Linked DNA regions of Macaca mulatta: region 2 is linked to region 1. A link is a contact called in public Hi-C data. All regions are on one chromosome and are shown on one strand. Each heading gives the region's core, a stretch centred on a gene start, on an enhancer-like site or on the middle of the called end of the contact. The rest is flanking DNA. Distances are from core to core; before and after follow the strand shown. Region 1 holds the start of ARHGEF1 (Rho guanine nucleotide exchange factor 1). Region 2 holds the start of RABAC1 (Rab acceptor 1).

What was found. A called contact is a pair of places that touch in the nucleus more often than the background predicts.
Region 2: a Hi-C map of fetal cortical plate shows a contact between it and region 1, with 2.5 times the contacts expected there. The contact joins the promoter of RABAC1 here to the promoter of ARHGEF1 in region 1. A contact is called at or near these places in 6 of 14 Hi-C or Micro-C datasets (CD4 T cells, blood, fetal cortex germinal zone and 2 more).

The regions. Positions count from the first base shown.
Region 1 is chr19:52,921,331-52,925,241 of T2T-MMU8v2.0, forward strand. ARHGEF1 (Rho guanine nucleotide exchange factor 1) reads left to right here and starts at 2,003. Exons shown (of 31, transcript XR_013410703.1): 1 at 2,003-3,313. It overlaps LOC144337091, which reads right to left and starts at 2,389. Exons shown (of 3, transcript XM_077979913.1): 1 at 2,358-2,389; 2 at 893-2,150; 3 at 1-818. The coding sequence starts at 2,389. The coding sequence ends at 1,115. CD79A (CD79a molecule) reads left to right here. Exons shown (of 5, transcript XM_015124095.3): 5 at 1-211.
Region 2 is chr19:52,999,100-53,003,010 of T2T-MMU8v2.0, forward strand. It overlaps RABAC1 (Rab acceptor 1), which reads right to left and starts at 1,762. Exons shown (of 5, transcript NM_001260923.1): 1 at 1,641-1,762; 2 at 1,147-1,359; 3 at 653-750. The coding sequence starts at 1,696.

The sequences.
Region 1 (3,911 bases), core at 753-3,252:
CTAAACTGCCCCATCTCCTAACCTAATCCCCCCCTGCTGCCTTTCCCAGGCTCCCCTCACCCCAGTGGGTAATGAGCCCTTAATCACTGCCTCCAGGGGAGCTGATTGTAGCAGCTCCCCTGTCACCCCCTCCTCCATGATCTGTCAGTGTCACCCCCTTCTCCATGATCTGTCAGGGCCACTTAGTAATAATAAATTCTTCCCAACTGCAGACCTTGGAAGGAGTCGTGGATCTTATGGGAACTGCCTCTCCCACCTGCCCCTCAGACCCAGGAGTCCCAGCCCAAGCCACCCCCTACCCACTCCCCACACCTGAAACCAGGCAGCCAGTCTGGGCTGCCTTCCTGGGAGAACAGGATGTCTCTTGGGAAGGTCCCCAGCCCAGCTGAAGGACTGGTTTGGCCCTCTTTGCAAGGCCTCACCCTAGGGTCATGTCCTTAAGCAAGAAGGGGACAAGATCAACATAGGTGTGACTACCAAATTATTTATGCTTTTTTTTGAGATAGAGTCTCACTCTGTCACCCAGGTTGATATGCTCACTGCAACCTCCACCTCCTGGGTTCAAGCAATTCCACCTCAGCCTCCCAAGTAGCTGGGATTATAGGCACCTGCCACCATGCCCAGCTAATTTTTGTATTTTTAGTAGAGGTGGGGTTTCACCATGTTGGCCAGGCAGGTCTTGAACTCCTGACCTCAGGTTATCTGCCCGCCTTAGCCTCCCAAAATGCTGAGATTACAGGCGTGAGCCACTGCGCCTGGCCGCTTTTTTTTTTTTTTTTTTTTCTTTTTTTGAGACAGAGTCTGACTCTGTCGCCCAGGCTGGAGTGCAGTGGCGCAATCTCAGCCCACTTCATCCTCCACCTCTCAAGCTCAAGCGATTCTTGTACCTTAGGCTCCTGAATAGCTGGGATGACAGGCATGTGCCACCACGCCCAGCTAATTTTTTAGTAGTGACAGGGTTTCGCCATGTTGACCAGGCTGGTCTCGAACTCCTGACCTCAAGTGATCCACCACGCTTCGGTCTCCCAAAGTGCTGGGACTACAGGCGTGAGGCACTTTATGCGTATTTAAGCCTTGGAAACACAGGGACTATCTTGTGGGGCTAGTACAGAATTCAGACTGCAGCCTTTTCCCGATGGGTTGACTTACAGAAGGGGTATTCTGGAGGGTCTGTAGTCCTAACTTGGGGAGAGCAGGGAGATCCAGGGGCAACGACAGAGAGGCACAGAGACACGGATTTCCTGAGAAAGGGAGAGGAGAGAGGTTGAGACCCAGAGATTGTGAAGGGGACGAGCAAGTGAAGGAAGAGAGGATGAGACTCTGGGAATCCGGCAGAGAGACAGGGACGTGGAGAGAAAGAGGGACAGAGACAGAGCGAGAAGGAAAAGAAGCAACACAAGGGAGAAGGAGCAACCGAAAAAGGGCACGAAGAGGCCCAGGCACAGCAACAGCTGGGGAAATGACAGAGACTGAGACGGAGATGCAGAAAGGTAACAGAGAGACCCGGAGAGGGTAGAGAAGAGCTCTCGGGGAGAAAGTGATGGAGGGACAGAGGAGAGGTGGAGGCCAAGGAGGGAAAGACCCCAATAGAGAAAGACAGAGGGACAGAGAAGGGGACGCAGACGCAGGCGGGAGCATACCCACAGAAGGAAGGGCGCAAGACCAAGAGAACCACAGACGCGGAAAGCCGGGGAGGTCGTGGCTCGGTGTGGGGCGCACGGGGAGCAGGGCTTGCCTCCCAGCACCTCCGGGGAGGTGACCGCAGCCAGGAGATGCGAGCCCCGCGGAGCCCGCGCCCGGCGGACGGACCGATGGACAAAGCCGGGGAGAGCCCGGGCGCGGCCGGGGCGGGGCCGGTGCCCGCGGGGACCCGGGCGCAGCGGGGAAAGGAGGGGCGGGCAAGCGGCGAGAAGGGGAAGGAAGCGGAGGTGCCGGGCGGGCGCGGGGCGCGGGCAGGAAGCGGGGAGGGGCGGCGGGGCGGGGGCCTCCGGAAAAACGCCCCGACTTCCTGCCCCGCCAGAGCCAGGAAGCGGGAGCCGGGACCCAGGGCCCGGGATTGCCGAGCCCGACCTCGGGCGCCCCGCCGGTCACCTCCGCGCGGACACCAGGTACTCGGTCCCCGGCCCCGCCCGGCTTCCTCCCCTCGGCTGCTGGGGGAAGTGGGGAGGAGGAGGGAGGGGCTGGGGCGCTGCCGCCAGCGGAGGGGCCTCCTTCGGACCCCGCGGAGCCAGCGGCCGCACCTCCTCGGGCCTCAGTTTTCCCATCTGTTAAAGGGAGCAAAGAGGGGAGAACTCACACTTGACGAGTACCCCGTAGGTGGGGACGAACGGTGCGAGGCCGGGGCCAAGGCCTCCCACCTGCTCAGTGGAGGACAGACGATCACTCCCATTGTACGGGTGGGGAAACCGAGGCCCGGGGAGCCAAACCGACTCGTCCCAGGGAACGCACATCATGAGACAGTGTGGAGTTGGGATTTGAACTCGCACGTGCTTTCCGCAAAGCGCCATCCTCCAACCTCCGCATGCTTTAGGGCCACCTAAAAAAGAAAAACAACAATAACAGCGACGAGGGCCGCTGTGAAGCTGAAAGTTGCAGAGTGCATTTGAAAGAGTTTTAGGAAAGCTCTTTTCTAGGTCATTAATTATACCGTGGGAGACAAGTGTAGGGAGAGAGCTGGAGGCCTTCTCCCATTGTACAGATGGGAAGACTGAGGCCTGCAGAGTAGTCATTACTTTTTGCAGATTACACTGCATGTCAAAGGGAAAGATGTGCTGGAACTCCAGACTTTTGCTTTTCCAGTTCCAAAGGAAGGGGGGTGGGGTGGGGGACGGAGGGGATTGATGTACGAGCGTTGGAAATTCAGCGCTAAATTTCCCTAAGTGGGGAGACTAATAGGACGGGGAGCCCCAATCCGCGGTCCGAGTGCTCAGCGCCGGGGTGACTCGGAGATCTCGGATCGAACTCGGGAGGAGTTGCACCCATCTGCACCTCCGGGCGCGGGGCGGGGCCCGGGGAGTGACGGGGGCAGTCGAGATACGGAAACGCCGGCCCTCCAAGACAGGCCAGAGCGGCCCTATCTGGCCTGCGTGGCGCAATGCAGCGCTAGAGCGGCCGGCGGGAGGAGTAGAGTCGTCGGGGCCGGAGCCTGGCAGGAGCCGGGCTAGAGCGGCTGGCAGGAGGAGTGGAGCTGGGCGCAAAGGTGGACTCAGGGCGGCTAGAGCGACGCGGCGGCAGGGGTGGGGAGAGTGCGGAGCCGGCGCGCGGAGGCTTCGATTCCGGTGGCGGTGGTGGCTTTTCTTTCCACCTGGAGCAGGTGAGGGACGCGGTCCCCAGCGGGCGTCAGACCCTGACTCTGCACGTCCTCCCCGGCATCCCTAGCCGTGCACACTGCCACGTCCCCCGTAGGATTTAGGGCCCGCGTAAGACCGGCCACGTCCATGTAAGATTTGGGGCTCGTGTAGACCAGCCACATTCCGTATAGATTACAAAGTCTTTCAGACCCTCCAGGTTCCTGCCAGCGCCCCATGGATAACTGGTTTCTCATAGACGTGGGGTCCTCATAGATAAGGAGCATCCCCTGGAATCCGGGGCTCTACAGACCATGGGTCTCGGCACCCACCACGCACCCCTATGGAATTCTGAGCCCCTTTTAAGTCTCCGGAGGTTCCACAGACTGGCAGCTGTCCCTGTAGAATCATGATCCAGTATGATCCCTGGATCCTTTAGACCCACTGTGTGTCAAATAGAATCTGGGGAGTTACACATTCCAATGACTCCTTTTAGGTTCTTTAAGGCTCCCAGAAGTTCTTGGAGACCCCGAGTCACCTGCTCAATACCTTATAGACCCTGAGCCTTCCATAGAACTCAAGCAACCATGTAGCCCCCCAACCCTGGGACCTTCTAAACCAGTC
Region 2 (3,911 bases), core at 512-3,011, 78 kb after region 1:
GCTCTGGTGCCTGTGCTGCAGGCGCTCCCTCCCCCTAAGCCCGTCATGCACATAACTTGCAGGCCCCTGAAGAGCCTGGCCTTCAGGTCTACCTGACAGCCCAATCCCAACTCCTTGACCCCACTCCAAACCTTGATTTTCCCCTGGGGGGAATTTCCCCTGGCATTTTGTTCTCCCAGTGGTCCTTGGTACTAGTCTGGGAACCACATGAAACACACTCCTCAGCTTCCCCAAGTTCCAAGTTCTTTCTGGTCACATCCCAGAAAGCAGGAAAAGAAACGGGAACAGATCTAGGCCAGTGTAAGTTCGCCACCTGGTGTCCAGTGTGGGCACCTGCAGCTGATGCTTGCCGCAGAAAGCGGCAAGGGGAGGAGAGAGGGGAGGAGTCATGTGGTTTGAAGAGGAGTAGGTTTAAGGCACAGCAGCCAGGTGGAGCCTAGGTTTGAGGAATAGCAATTTGAGGGGGCTGAGACTCGATGGGAGCATCGGTTGTGTCTGAGATTTTTAAAGGATCAGGTTTGGGAGATCTAGTGTTCATCTAGGCTTCGGCGGACTTGGGTTTTGAAGGACTTGGATTTGGGGTCTGAGGTTTGCATTCCAAAAGACCAAGATTCGAGGGACCAAGGATTCATCTGGGCAGGGGGTTTCTCACCAAAAAGCACAAGCTTGGACTGCAAGGTGCGCAGATAGAGAATGTAACAGGCGCCGAAAAAGACAGCCAGAGCCACCAGCAACATAGGGGACGTCACCCTGGAGGAGGAGTGCAGGGAGGCAGCGGTTAGGCAGCTGGGGCTGGTCAGCCAGGGAGCCCTGGCCTTCTCCACCGGCGGGAGGCAAGCTACATTCTGGAGACCAGGGAGGGCCAGGTGACATTCAGTCACACTGCATCCTGGCCAGGGTGATGGTGGGGTAGGGACCTGGCCCTTTGGTGACAAAGTAGGTCTAGCAGAGCCAATCCTTGGGGGCGGGGCCGGCCTAGGCGGTGAGAGGAGGGGCCTGGGCGGTGAGGGGAGGGGCCTGGGCGGTAGGAGGGGGCCCTGGGTGGTGAGAGGAGGGCCCGGGCGCTGAAGGGCGGGGCCTGAGCTGTGAGAGGAGGGGTCCACCCGGTCGGGGCTAGTGCGGGTGCAGGGCCCGGGATGCACTCACACGCAGTACAGGATGAGGCCCAGGAACACGAACACATAGTTGCTCTGGTAGTACTCCACGTTGCGTACGAGGCGCTGGCACAGCTCGCCCAGGTTGCGGGGCCGTGAGAAACGCTGCTGGTCCACGAAGGTGCCCCACGGCCGGATAGTCGCGCGGCGCCGCTCCAGCCACTCCCGGCCTGCACCGGAGGGAATCAGCTTCGGCAGCAGGGTCCTGCGAGGGGTGGGGCCGGGTCAGTGGTGGACCGGGATGGAGCCTCAGACCCCCGCAAAAGAAGGGGTTTAAGGGGGCTTGGACTCCCTCCCGGGACCCCAGATTACTGAATCACAGGCGGGGAGGGGGGTAGGGGCCCAGACGCCAGGGTCCCATTAGAGGAGACCGGGGCCAGCGCTTGTGCGTCTCGGGGCTGGGACTCCGGGCACTCGAGGGAGGAGGGGGCCAGGGTCCCGGACTCCCGGGCCTCGGGTCCGAGGGCCTAGAGCCGGCTCGCTCACGTGGCGCTCAGCCCTTCCGCCTCGACATCTTTCTGCTGGTCCTTCTGGGCTGCCATGTCTGCGTCGTGAGGGGTAGAGCTGCTGTAACCAGCCCGGTACCCTGCAGACCCCGCCGGCCCCGCCCGAGGCCGGCCCCACCCAGCGGAGTCGACGTGGCGCCGCTCGGGAGCAGCTGGGGACTGTAGTTCTGCCGCCGATCATTGTGGGAGTTGTAGTCCTGACGGTGGCTGGGAGGGTGGGCGCCATGATGGCGGTCTGACTCGCAAGACACCTTGGGAGATATAATCCCAGAAAGTGACGGCGCGCACCTCTGGGCATTGTGGGACCTGTAGTTTCAGGAGGGTGCAGGTGCGCTGTCAGGAAAGAGGGCGTTATGGGAGCTCTAATGGCAGAAGAGGGTGTTGTGTACTCTCCCAGGCAGGGCACAATGGGGACCGTGCAGAGCTGTCGTTCTGACTCTAGAGGGCATAAAAAAACAACTAGAGGGCTTGCTAAAACAGACTCCTGGGCCCCACCCCAGATGTTCTCATTCAGCAAGTCTGGGGTGGAGCCCATAATTCGCATTTCTGAGTTCCCAGGTGATGCTGATGCCGCTGGTCCATGGACCACATTTTGAGTAGAAAGATTTAGAGAGTTTGTGGGAATTGATTCCTTCCTCAAGAGATTGAGGCTAGTGAGTGGGTCATGGTTGCTGGAGGGGTATCTGAGGTTGCCCCCTGCCCCACTTTGTGGAGTCCCAAAGATGAATGAGTTGGGACTAGGGACACCTCCGCACCGCCACCACCCCCCCCCCCACCTGCAAACACACACACCTTTGGACAGGAGGGAGTGAAATTGGGAAAGAGAAAAGGTTGGGAAGTTTTGTGGGTTTTTCTGGGATGGAGTCTCACTCTTGTTGCCCAGGCTGGAGTACAATGGCACAATCTCAGCTCACTGCAACCTCTGCCTCCTGAGTTCAAGCGATTTTCCTGCCTCAGCCTCCCAACTAGCTGGGATTACAGGCGTGCACCACTATGCCCAGCTAATTTTTTGTATTTTTAGTAAAGACGGGGTTTCACCATGTTGGCTAGGTTGGTCTCGAACTCCTGACCTTGGGATTCGTCCACCTCAGCCTCCCAATGTGCTGGGATTACAGGCATGAGCCACTGTGCCTGGCCCCAAGTGACTCTTTTAGGCCCAGGTCTTGTCTTCCAAGATCTACGGCACTTCAGGGTTTGTGCTTGGAAGCCTGCTGGAAGGCGTTCCCAGGAGGTGGGGGGAAGATGGCCCTGTCCAAGGGGCTGGTGGCGCAATAGGCAGGGAAGCCCTTTGCAAGGGCCCCACACTGAAGATGGAAGAGTTACACTTTGAAGATCAGATTGGCTAGTTACTATTTATTTCCTCTTTGTCACCCCCAGGCTTTTAGTGGAATCGGGTTTTCTTTTTCATTTTTGAGACGGAGTTTCGCTCTGTTGTTCCAGCTGGAGTGCAGTGGCACAATGTCTGCTCATTGCAACCTCCGCCTCCTGGGTTCAAGCGATTCTCCTGCCTCGGCCTCCTAAGTAGCTGGGATTACAGGTGCGTGCCACCATGCCTGGCTAATTTTTGTATTTTCAGTAGAGACGGGGTTTCATCACGTTGGTCAGGCTGGTCTTGAACTCCGACCTCGTGATTCGCCCACCTAAGCCTCAGCCTCCCAAAGTGCTGGGATTACACGCGTGAGCCATCGCACCTGGCCTGGAATCAGGTTTTCTAACTAGGATTCAAACTTGAAAATCCTACTCCTTTGACTGCGGGGCCGGGTGTGGTGTCTCACACCTGTAATCCCAGCACTTATGGGAGGCCCAGGCGGGCGGATCACTTGAGGTCAGGAGTTCAAGACCAGCCTGGCCAACATGGCGAAAGCCCATCTCCACTAAAAAAAATACACATGCCTGTAATCCCAGCTACTTGGGAGGCTGAGGCAGGAGAATCATTTGAACCCAGGAGGCGGAGGTTGCAGTGAGCCAAGAGCGTGCCACTGCACTTCAACCTGGGCGACAGAGTGAGACCCTATCTCAAAACAAAACACCAAATGAGGAGTGCACGATTACCCCCGAGCAGGAATAGGGGAGCAGCATCTGAATTCAAAGGGCCAGAGCAGCAGAGGTAGCCCTTGGAAGAACCTCCATGGAAAGACAGAGCTTGGAGAATAGAATTGGGACAGAGCTCCAGCTGCCTCTTCCATGGCCGGCTGTGGGAGATCCAGGATTAACTTTTGATATGAGAGCTATTGGGTTTCCTTATAGGAAC